Linked DNA regions of Danio rerio: all the other regions are linked to region 1. Evidence: chromatin contacts called from public Hi-C and Micro-C data. All regions are on one chromosome and are shown on one strand. The core of a region is the stretch at or near the end of the contact, and the rest is flanking DNA. Distances in the headings are between cores, read along the strand shown. Region 1 holds the start of npm1b (nucleophosmin 1b). Region 2 has its middle 21 kb from the start of kazald2. Region 3 holds the start of aup1 (AUP1 lipid droplet regulating VLDL assembly factor).

Region 1 (4,001 bases), core at 300-2,799:
ATTATTATTATTATTATTATTTTTGTTGTTGTTATTATTGTTATTATTTTTCATTATTATTACTACTACTACAAATAATAATGATTCTAAATACTTTTTGTCTACATTATAACACTTTCAGCAATATTAGAATACTGCAGATGGCTGTTAACAGTAAGCGTTTAAAACTGAATAAACATGATAGAAAAAAATACAGTAAAACCTTGCAACGAGGTAATAAACTAACCAAGGTGGTGTTTATTTATTTATTTAGTAAGTCAGTTAGTTAGTTATTAACTACTACTTCTACTAAGTTAACAATAACAATAACTAGCACTAATAATGATGCTATCGTTTTATTATCTGGGGATGCATGTAAACATGTCTAAAATCACACAGCTAATTAAACCCATCCTCATACAAAACACAAATCAACACGATGTTGTTGAGCAGACAAAAAAGATTTGGCGTTTTTGCCATAGATATATAGACTAGATGTCGCCTGGCCTATTGTTGTCTATTGGACGGAGTGCGTCAATAGCGCCGCCATCTTGCTACAGGGTAGCGCTCCTTTGAAATGAATGCGGGACCACGGTACAATTGAGGACTGTGGCCATGCAAAGACAGAGATATACACATATACACATATATCTGTGATCGGGAGTTTTCCTGGATGTTAGTATGTAATTTTTTTTCTAATTACAAAAATTATAATTTTACATCACTTTTCTACATTGATAGATCAGTGACCGCACGGGAATTCCTGACAAAAAGCTTGTGTTTGTGTGTACAGAAATGTACTATTCACCCTCCCTGTTAAATTTGATCTAATCATGTCCTGAAACACACATCCTCTCCTGCTTTCACTTCTCATACTGACGGAGGGAGCGATTCGTTTGTGAATGAATCCCCCGAACGACTCTTTCACTAACGTTAGCCGACAATAATACAAGTTTCTGGCAGCGCAGCATCTCGTTGTCATATTTCTTTTGCATTGTTTGCTGATTTTATTCAACAAAACTAGCATAAGCCGAGTGTTTAGTGCGAGTTGGAGCTGCTTTGCCGTATGGTGAATGCAGTAAGTGACTGTTATCCTCAATAACGTTACCTGATTAGCATAAAAGTTCAGAACATACAAAAACAGAAAAAAACACAATATTACCTATGAAATGTTTTGCCTTTGTGCTTTATTTTCTTTGTTTGCTCGTTACTACACCCGTAGACAGCGCTAAAGTCCCGCGTCTTCACGTAATAACACTGTCTTGACTAGTGCGGTTGAATGACATTTGTCCTGGGAGCACTGTACCAATGTGGCGGCGCTAATGACGCATGCTCAGGGTCCCTATGCGATATCTAGTGTTTATATCTATAGTTTTTGCAAGGCAAATATAGTGAGGATTTATCAAATGGCTCCATCGTGAGGACAAACGAGGTAGTGGACGCACGAAAAAGAAACAAAGGGCTTTACATGATCACCGACCGTGCATACTATTGGACGACGCTATTGAAAGCCCGCCCACTTCTACACTCTCATTCGTCCATTTCGATGTCAATCAACACGCCGGAACTACGTTTAACAGGACCTGTGCGCGCAAAAATGGAGGATAACATTAAAGACCTCAGCCGACCCCAGATGTATTTGTTTGGTGAGCTGAATTAAAATCACACGTTGCATAACCATATATATGCGACAATTCGTCATATGCAATCAAACGATAAGCTCCTACTGCTGCATTGCACTGTAATACAAGAGTTGTGGCTAATGCAGCTAGCCACATGTATTGGCTCTGCCTTTGTGTTTAGTCTAATGTTTATATATGCGATATAATGGGCTGGAGGACTGGGGATAGTTATATTTCATGTATTTATTTTCTATTTATAAAGGATGTTGTTTATTTTGTGGGATTTTTGGTTGCATAAAATGGGTTTTTCTAAAGTTTATCACGTGTTTACAACATTTTTGAATAAAGTATTAGTTTTTGATTAAGGTAAAGTTGGTTTTATATTCGCACATTCATATTTTCATCTTAATATCATTTCAAAAAAGTATTCTTTGCAAATTCTAAATAGTGAAATCATATTAGCAGCCAATCAAAATACTACAATGTTTACAGTCAATTAAATAATGATAATGTTGTTTTGAAGTCATACTTGCATGTAATTTCAGTCCGAATAATCAAAGTACCATGGTAAACAAAACTGAGCTGTCACTTAACGAATGTGCGAATATAAAACCAACTTTATTCTCAATTTAGTTTTGCTGTCTTCCTGTAGGTTGTTCGTTAAAGGCTGACAAGAAAGAGCACAAAGTTGACCTGGATGATGATGAGGCTGAACATCAGCTGTCACTTAAGTCGGTGAGGAAGATGAATATTTGACAAAAGTCTAATATTGCCATATAGGCAGTGGTGTAAAGTAATATCAAATACTCCAATTACTGTAATTGAGTAGTTTTTCTCAGGAATTGTAATTTTTAAAGTAGTTTTAGAAATGTGTAGTTGTGATATTGATGCTAAAACAATATTTTGTGCAGCTGTATTCTGTTTTACAACACTTATTTTCTGTATCACAATATAGATTGTGTCAAAGCTGCATTACATGAATGAACAGGAAAATGATAACAAGCCATAGCAGTATTTCTTTTGTGAGGCACTATGCTAATGATGCACTGTATATTTCAGACAAGTCGTTTTGATTGTCTGTAAACTGGCAATACCACATCTCTCACCTCTTCACCCGTGTTCTCAGGTGTGTTTGGGTGCCGAGGCGGAGGATAAATTCCACACCGTGGAGATGGAGGGATTGACTTACGATGGCAAAACCACCAAAATCACACTTGCTGTATTGAAACCATCCGTTCTGCCTTCTGTAAGTGTTCTAGAGTTCATTTCCGTTGGGTTTTGTGTTATAAACAGGTGTAAAAAAGTTTGTAAATAGCATCACAGTGTAAAAAAAATTTTGTTACAAGTGTGTGTGTGTGAATGTGAGAGTGTTTGGGGGTTTCCCAGTACAGGGCTGCAGCTGGAAGGCCATCTGCTGCGTAAAACGTATGCTGGAATAGTTGGCGGTCCATTCCGCTGTGGCGAGCCTTGATAAACAAGGGACTAAGCCGAAGGAAAATGAATGAATGAAGACCCTTGTAAACAGCTGATATTATTCCGTCTTTAAAATACATCTTGCCGATAAACTAGTGATATTTGGGATCTTATGTAATTTAGAAAAAAAACAAGTTTTTTCTAAGTTCCAAGTATTTAGCTCAATATTTTTATACTTTTAGCTGACTTTTAGTATTTAATAGTATTGTCAGAGTATTAAATTGTAATTGAAGTACTGTGAATGGAACCTTTATTTAGATATCTACTATGAAATTAGTTTGAAAAAATCTAATAAATTATGAAATGAAAAATATGTGGAAACCCTGCACACCCCAAGTAATTCAATTCAATTCAGCTTTATTTGTATAGTGCTTTTACAATGTAGATTGTATCAAATCAGCTTCACATAAATGGTCATAGTAACTCAGGGCTCGAAATTGCGACCATTTTGGTCACATATGCGCCCGAAAATTAATCTATGCGACCTAATAATATATTTTGGCGCATTAGTGCGACTACAGATAATGGTTGTAGTGCGACCTGTTTTGATTTTTTGTAAAAACGTGCTGAATCGCTCTTCCCTGCCGCTATATTGGTTCCTATTAGCTGTCAATCCCTTAAGACTTTCCGCTGTTAGATGACAAGGAAGGAGCTTTTACGACCACGGGAAATACAAACGGCTGAAGAGTAATAACTTAAAGCACACAGGTTTGCAAACCCCATCTAAAGTTGAGGGCGCAGATGAGAGCGATCATGACGTGGTGAATATTGATCCGCCAGCTGAGATCAATCGAGTACGTGTTTTTCGGAGAAGGTGCCCGAATCTCGATGCGTTGCATTCACTGCGTGTTCAGCGCAAATGTCCGCTAAAAGTCAAATCTAATACTGTACATATCATCGTCAAAGGAGCTCGCCTTTACTAAGTTT
Region 2 (3,917 bases), core at 189-2,688, 150 kb before region 1:
GATTTACTGATGTAGTTTAAGAACATTTTGTAAAAACCAATCAAATTGTTATCAGTTTCAACTATAGCCTAATTATTAAGCATGATTATATATTTTAATTAGATATTATAATTAGTTATATTTACATAATTATAAAATTATGATATATGGATTTGTTAAGGACTTAACTATGATTTATACTTATTTGCAAATGATGATATATGCACATTATTTAGGATATAAATATGAAATTATAATATATACATTTGTTTTATTATTTAATTATGATTTATACATATTTACAAACTATTTAATTATGATTTATACAAATTATGATATATGTACGTTACTTATGACACACATTTCATCTATAATTATGAAACATTTACCAGGTTTATATGTATGTAACAGCATCATATCATATTCATATATAAGCTTCATTATTTAAAATATTGTTTTTTCATATTAAAAAATTAATTATATTATATTAATTTAATTAATAACTTAAATATATATTTATATTATGACATATAAATGTGATATATAAATTTTTATAATTTACACATATATACAAATTATTTAATTACAATTCACAAACTATGATATATACATATTAATTATGATATTTAGATTTCATATATAATTATGAAACATATTTACAAGATTTATATAACATGACATTTATTATACTCCTTAAAATTAATATGTTTCATTATTAACAATGTTGTTTTTGCAATTGACTAATTATTTGAAATAAGTATACATTTTAATTATAAAATTAGCTATATTTTTAAAATTATAAAATTATGATATATGCATTTGTTAAGGATTTAACTATGATTTATACTGATATGGAAATTATGATATATTCACATTATGTATGATATAAACATTTCATATATTTATTATGATATATAGATTGTATATATAATTATGAGCATAATTAGCCTACTAGGTTTATATATATATATATATATATATATATATATATATATATATATATATATATATATATATATATATATATATATATATATATATATATACACATAACATACATTATATTCCTTAATAATTAATATTTGTGAATTTTGTGAAATATTTGTGAAAGAAAGAAAGAAAGAAAGAAAGAAAGAAAGAAAGAAAGAATCGTATTTAGTTCTGTAAATTTGTATGTGATTATTCAGATGAATCAGTGTTATTTACCTCAGTGTGCTGATAAGATCATGTCCTCGGGTCTGAAAAACGAAACCCACAAAATATAATAACCAGAAATGATTCGTTTATGCCTTGGTTCAAAAGCAAGCTTCAGTAACGTGATGTCAAGCAGCACAGAATCGACTTTAGCTTTAAAATAGCTGAGAAAAGTCGCAGAAATGCTTCATTAATACCATCAGGTGGCGCGTGCTCCTGTCTATTCGCTCCGTGTAGGAACTCTCGCGAGAACACTGAAAGCTGATGCCGAAAGTCTCGCGAGAATCCGTCCTCTGCTGGGCTGCATTTGGATGATGGATTGTGAGCGCCCTCATTAAGTCACGCAATGAGTGAAATATGTCTTTGTCTCCCCTTTGTCGCAAAGTAATAAAGGGACGCCGAATTCTTCAGCACAGCTGCACATTATTGCACAGCTCTCAGCTGGACGATTTTTTCCTCTCCTCTAATTGATAAATGACAGGATGAAAGGTTATTGTTGTCACACTAATTGGAAATGGCGCTGAATTACTAACGGGCTCGTCGTTTTCTGCTATGGCATTGGGTGGCACAGTCTGACTGGTCTTTTCCCAGCCAGCTGCACATAGACTGGCCAAAATGAAATATCCACAGAGACATAGAGGAAATATTAATTCTTAATACAATAAATAAACATAACAATGAATGAACACTTGGTGGAAACATGCATGCTAGCATAACAGAAAAACAAGCTATGCTACTAAAACTATAGTTCAAATTATTCAAACAGAGAGCTAGTGGATACACACACAAACACACACACACTTTTGTTTTGAAATAGGCTCATTTTACTGATCACCTAAAGTTAAATAGTTGAGTTTGACCATTTTTGAATTCATTCAGCTGATCTTTTGGTCTGCGGGGAGCATTAACTTAGCATGATTATTAAACTGTATTAGACCATTAGCATCTCGTTCAAAAAAAGAGTTTTATTATTTTCATATTTAAAGCTTGACTCTTCTGTAGTTACATCATGTACTAAGACTGATGGAAAATTAAAATCAATTTTCTAAGTCAATATGGCTGGGAACTATGCTCTCATTCAAGGAACTTTGCCGCTATAGGACGTGCAATGATATTATGCTGCACGTGAAAAAGTCCCCAGTTAAGGAACTATAGTAACAGCTCTGCGTGATGTCACTAAACAGAATCACGAAATGTAATTCTGTAGATTTGATGAGAGTGAACCCAGTATAGATTTGTAAACAAGAATATGACCATGCTTTAGCCTACGAAAGGACAAAGCAGACCAACCTACCCTAGTATACAGCACAGTGATGAGTTGGGGATTTAAAATTAGTTATAAATCTTAGTGCACCATGGTAAACAGTATCCAATGCATGCAGACTTTGAGACGAAGCATGCATATAGATAACATCACCTTAGTCCAATGTCGATATGAATGTTGCCTCAAACAGCTTCTTTTTAGCATCAAAAGAAAGGCAGTTCTTAATTCTAAAATAGAAGCCTAAAATCACTTTTAATTTTTTCACCAATTGCTGAATGTGAGTACTAAAAGAAAGTGTATCGTCAATTCAAATTCCAAGATATTTATACTGGGACACCAATTCAATCTCTGCACCATGAGTAGTAGCAATAGGACGTAGCTTTTGCTTGGCTTGTTTTGAATTTGAAAATGGCATAAATTTTGGTTAATTGGCATTTAAAACTAATTTAAACTCAGATAAATTATGTTGAAGTACATTGAAAGTGATATGTAGTTGAGAAAAGGCCAAATTAAGTGTAAATGCAGTCGTGTATATGACTGTATCATCTGCATAATAATGAAAATTTATAATGAATTTAATAATGAAAAGAGGCCCCAATACTGAACCCTGTGGAACACCTTTAGTTACATTCAAAGTACTTGAAACAAGGCCATTCGCTTGCACACATTGATTTCGATTTGTAAGATCCAACCAATAGCATGATCAAATAAAGCAATACTTTTGAGGCGTTGTAACAAGGTATGATCCACTGTATCAAAGCTTTGGAGAGGTCGCTGAATGTGGCTGAATTACAATAATTCTGCAAAGATGAGTGGGCCAAAATTCCTCCACAGCGCTGTAACAGACTCATTGCAAGTTATCGAAAACACTTCATTGCAGTTGATGCTGCTAAGGGTGGCCAAACCAGTTAGGTTTAGGGGGGCAAACATTTTTTCACACAGGGCTATGTAGTTTTGTTTTTTATTTTCTCTTTCTCTTGGTAGCACTTGTTTACTTGTGTTATCAATGATTTAAATTAGTTTGATGATTGTTGAACATACAGTAACTATTAACCCACCCTTTTAGTTTTTTTTGTACAGCATTTGCATATTAATTTATTTAAAAGCATTATTTTAACCAAGCAAAACCATAGTACTGTTTACAGTTTTTAATCTTATATATAAAAAGCTGTATTCTTATCACGAACAGAATACAGTGCTTAGTATAAATGGATGTCCATTTGCAGGAATGTATCATTTAACCCATCTATTTTTCTCTCAGGAGAGCTACTCTTTCACTTAGCTTTTTTTCCTGTGAAAGCAGGATTTGATTACTACAGTAAGTTGTAAACATGCAGGTATTTTTCCATCCCTGCTTGTTCTGGGTTCAGGGCCTCCGAGTCTGCGAATGCAGCTCGTCTATGGCACTTTCGCAGATCAGCTTTCACACAAACAAACCCTCACAGAGGAAACGGCTCTATATGCAGGTGAACGTACAATG
Region 3 (3,927 bases), core at 254-2,753, 190 kb before region 1:
GCGCAGTTTAATTCACAGAATTTCTATTTTGTAGACTGTAAACTTCCTAATTATTTTGGTCACATCCATAACATGTTTATTTTCCTTTTTTAAAACATAAAAATGTTTACTGATTGATATTTTCCTGATCCCATAACTCTGTGGTTAGTTGTTTTGGAAAGAATAAACAGATGTTACAATATAACGTTAACATGAATTTATGTTTTGAATTTTTACTGCAAATGCCACATCCATAATGCTGGAGTTGCTCAGCTATAAATAAATTTTAATTTCAGATTATTTAGCACATCATTGAGTCTATTTGCTGATTTAAATGTGTGTAAATGTATGTTTATTACATTATTAATTTATTGCATTACGCAAATGTTTATAGGGCTGGGCAGTGTGACAAAAAATCTCATATCATGAAACAAGTCATATCATATCCTGATAACAATATATAACACAATATAGTACCATTTCTGTCAATTCAATCTGTTAATAGTTTATACATATTAACCACATGCAAAAGAATATAAAATATTTCTTTATCATATTTTACTTTATATATGCTCGTTCAAACTACTCATTTAAATAAGTTGAAACAACAAAATTCTTACTTTTTTGGCACAAATTAATTCATGTTCAATCAACTTAAATTCGTAAACATGAATGAGTTAACTTAATTTGTGTTGTGACAACATGAAGGAATTGTGAGAAACACTGCATTTTAGTGTAGATATTTTATATGAGAAACTTTGTTCAACACAATTTACATAGTAAATGATATATTTATTTAATTTGTTATGTTTTTAATTACTACAATTTGAAAATAATCCCGCTTAAATTCGTGTATTGTTATTTCCAGAGATACCGAAAAATGTCCGCAGATTCTGTTTGGCACTGGTTATGGATTAATGACTTGGCTTTTGTGGAGAATATCAGCTGAAATATCATCATACATCTATGTAAACTTAATGTAGATCATGTGTACTGAATGCAACAAATCTTACTGATGTCAGAATCTCAAATACGAAGACTCGTTGTGCTTATACACATCGTGTGTTTACATGTTTCAATTACGACACAGCCAGTTTCGTAAACTGCATGAATGTCTTATAGAGCATATAGTACTGTTTCATTAGCATTTCTGCTAAACATTGTACAGTAAATTATTATAACAGTCCAAATAATTCAGAAAGCATTGATCTTTCCTATTGATATCCTGATGCACGGGTCTGAGTGTCATTTATGAGACGCTAACAGCCTTGACGCGGTTGTGTTTTAGAGAGTTTTGATGCTGTACATGCTAAGGCTAATTGTGTTAGCGCTGCAACTGTTTTCAAAGCTTTAAATGGGAGTAAATTACCGCTGGAAGTCGAACATCTGCTCAATCCCCCGCGTTTCCATTATTTAAAATCTTTCTGGGATATTTTCAAAGGCTGCTGCATACTATTCCTCGGGATTAAACGGAAGGTGAGGGGGGAGAAACGCTAGCCGCTATTAGCCTGTGCTGTTTTTCGCCATGTTGAGACGCGGCTGATGTTTCTAGATGAAGCGCAAAGAACTTCACGACAGAAAGGCGATCAGGCACTCCGGAGTAACTTCCGTGCTTAATCACGTGGTTTTTGGCAGCACATCTGATTGGTGTTTAGAAGTTGAATTTGTGTTTTCAAGATTTAAAACAGCTGTAATGTATACAATATTAATTGTTGTATATATAACGCTAAACACAAAACGAGCATCTATCTATCTATCTATCTATCTATCTATCTATCTATCTATCTATCTATCTATCTATCTATCTATCTATCTATCTATCTATCTATCTATCTATCCATCCATCTATCTATCTATCCGTCTGTCTGTCTGTCTTAATTCAATTTAATTCAATAATTGCTTTATTGGCATGACAAATGTTACAAATGTATTGCCAAAGCATTAATAAAGTTTACATAAAAAGATAAATAGTAATAAATAGTAATAGTTGTAAAAAAAGATATATACATATAATAATTAACCTTTAAGCATGATGAAAGTGCAGCGACCTCTTGCGGCGCCCTTGTAAAACTGTTACTCAAAGGCAAGAGTGGAAAAGCTGATGCATGAAACTTCGTCGTTCCACTTGAGTTTTAAAGGACAACTCACCTTTCAGCTTCTTATTTGCGTGCTTTTTTATATGCATTTTTCAAGTTGAAGGCTGACATCTTGCGTTATGGAATATGCATTACATACATTCCATACAGTGTGCAGTTTTTCTACCCTTTTTGTTGTTATGCGTGAACAATTAATAAGCATTTCATTGGAATCATTTTGATATATGGGTCATTCTGTAGAATTGGTTCTACTTTCCCACAATTGATATACGTATTGAAACAACAAATCTTGTCAAAAGCACCATAAATAAACTTAATATAAACATTAATAAGGGGCGGCTTAGTGGTTAGCACCGTCGCCTCACAGCAAGAAGGTTCTGGATCGAGTCCCGGCTGGGTCAGTTGTCATTTCTGTGGATGGCCATTTTCCTCTAGCATCAACAAGACATTTCTTTTTCTGACCATTCTCTGTAAACCCTAGAGATGGTTGCGCGTGAAAATCCCAGTAGATCAGCAGTTTCTGAAATACTCAGACCAGCCCGTCTGGCACCAACAACCATGCCACGTTCAAAGTCACATAAATCAACTTTCTTCCCCATTTTGATGCTCGGTTTGACCTAAAGAAGATCTCCTTGATCATGTCTGCATGACTTATTTTATTAAGTTGCTGCAATGTGATTGGCTGATTAGAAATTTGTGTTGACGAGCAGTTGGACAGGTGTACCTAATAAAGTGGCCGATTAGTGTATATCGTCTGTGATATTATCATAACTGTTGTTTCAATATATGCCAAATCATATGATCGACTTTTCTGAAACAGTCTGCATGGTATGATCTATGTGCATACCTCTTCTCTCTTAAAGATAGAATAGCTCTAGGTGTTCTTATCCGATATTTACTGTCAGATGTGTGTCTAGTAAATGTGCTTGTCGCATTTAAGCAGCAGAGGTAGGCTATATGTATTAACATTGAATATCAACAGTCTGAATTAGCCGTGGCATATATATATATTTTTTACAGGAAACACTTGCGGTCCCCAAACACTAGAGAGCGCCACAAGCTTTGTGTTTTCCATGCCATTACTCCCACTCTTAAGCCCTTCTAAAAACAATGCTTCAGCTTTTCTGTAATTTCCTGTCAGTGACTCTTTTCAGCGTATACCATAGTGTAATAAATAAAAAAAAAACATAAAAAACACAATTTTCCTAATAATTGTTCTTCTTGCAAGCGAATCGGAATTAAAAATGGCACACTAACTGTTGCAAACTAAATCTCTTCTTGATCAGCCTGACAGTAGATATTGACAAAGCAGGTAACACAGTTTGTCATGTATTGATCCCAGCATACACTGCAAAGGCAATAAACTCTGTGATCCTGAAAATCTGAAACGCCTGATCCATATGGCTGCCATCTATAATAAAAGTCACTATACAAATGAACAGTCCTCACACACACACAAACACACAATGAACAGATAACAGTGGAGCCCCTTGAACGCAGTGTATTCGCCCGCAGCTGCAGTTCCCAAATCCGTCTCTTCAGTAAAAGATTGAATCTGCCCCATTCATTAGCCTAAGTGGATGAGCTTCCCTAATAGATGCTCCCCTTCCCCTCAATAATTGCTGTTGATTGGCGTAAATTAGACCCTAGTTGCCAGACGAGTGATTCTCGACGACGATAATCTGATTCCCAGCTGAAACTAATAGGATTTTAACTCGGGTTTGGCCTAATGTCCGTCTGTAAGGCTTGGCCCGGCTCTCTTGGTCCAGATCTGGCCTTCAGCCCCGCGGCCTGAGCACAGCTCAATCTTACTACAGGGCTGCAGACGAGAGTGGACCAATAAATGAATTTG

Evidence for each region. A called contact is a pair of places that touch in the nucleus more often than the background predicts.
Region 2: a Hi-C map of an unstated tissue shows a contact between it and region 1, with 6 times the contacts expected there. The contact joins the enhancer-like site here to the promoter of npm1b in region 1. A contact is called at or near these places in 3 of 18 Hi-C or Micro-C datasets (caudal fin, hematopoietic stem cells and an unstated tissue) and 2 of 4 datasets of contacts at active chromatin or transcription factors (caudal fin and gastrula embryo).
Region 3: a Micro-C map of caudal fin shows a contact between it and region 1, with 7 times the contacts expected there. The contact joins the promoter of aup1 here to the promoter of npm1b in region 1. A contact is called at or near these places in 7 of 18 Hi-C or Micro-C datasets (caudal fin, embryo, hematopoietic stem cells and 1 more) and 3 of 4 datasets of contacts at active chromatin or transcription factors (caudal fin, embryo and gastrula embryo).

Annotation. Positions count from the first base shown.
Region 1 is chr14:6,169,967-6,173,967 of GRCz12tu, reverse strand. It overlaps npm1b (nucleophosmin 1b), which reads left to right and starts at 1,549. Exons shown (of 11, transcript NM_001166155.1): 1 at 1,549-1,625; 2 at 2,254-2,336; 3 at 2,728-2,847. The coding sequence starts at 1,577.
Region 2 is chr14:6,324,617-6,328,533 of GRCz12tu, reverse strand. No RefSeq gene overlaps it. Among named protein-coding and RNA genes, the nearest start is that of kazald2, 21 kb to the left of the region's middle. Within about 2 kb of position 1,438, at least 4 of the 62 cell types and tissues checked have an H3K27ac peak or open chromatin away from gene starts, as enhancers often do.
Region 3 is chr14:6,362,955-6,366,881 of GRCz12tu, reverse strand. It overlaps aup1 (AUP1 lipid droplet regulating VLDL assembly factor), which reads right to left and starts at 1,503. Exons shown (of 12, transcript NM_199690.2): 1 at 1,349-1,503. The coding sequence starts at 1,389.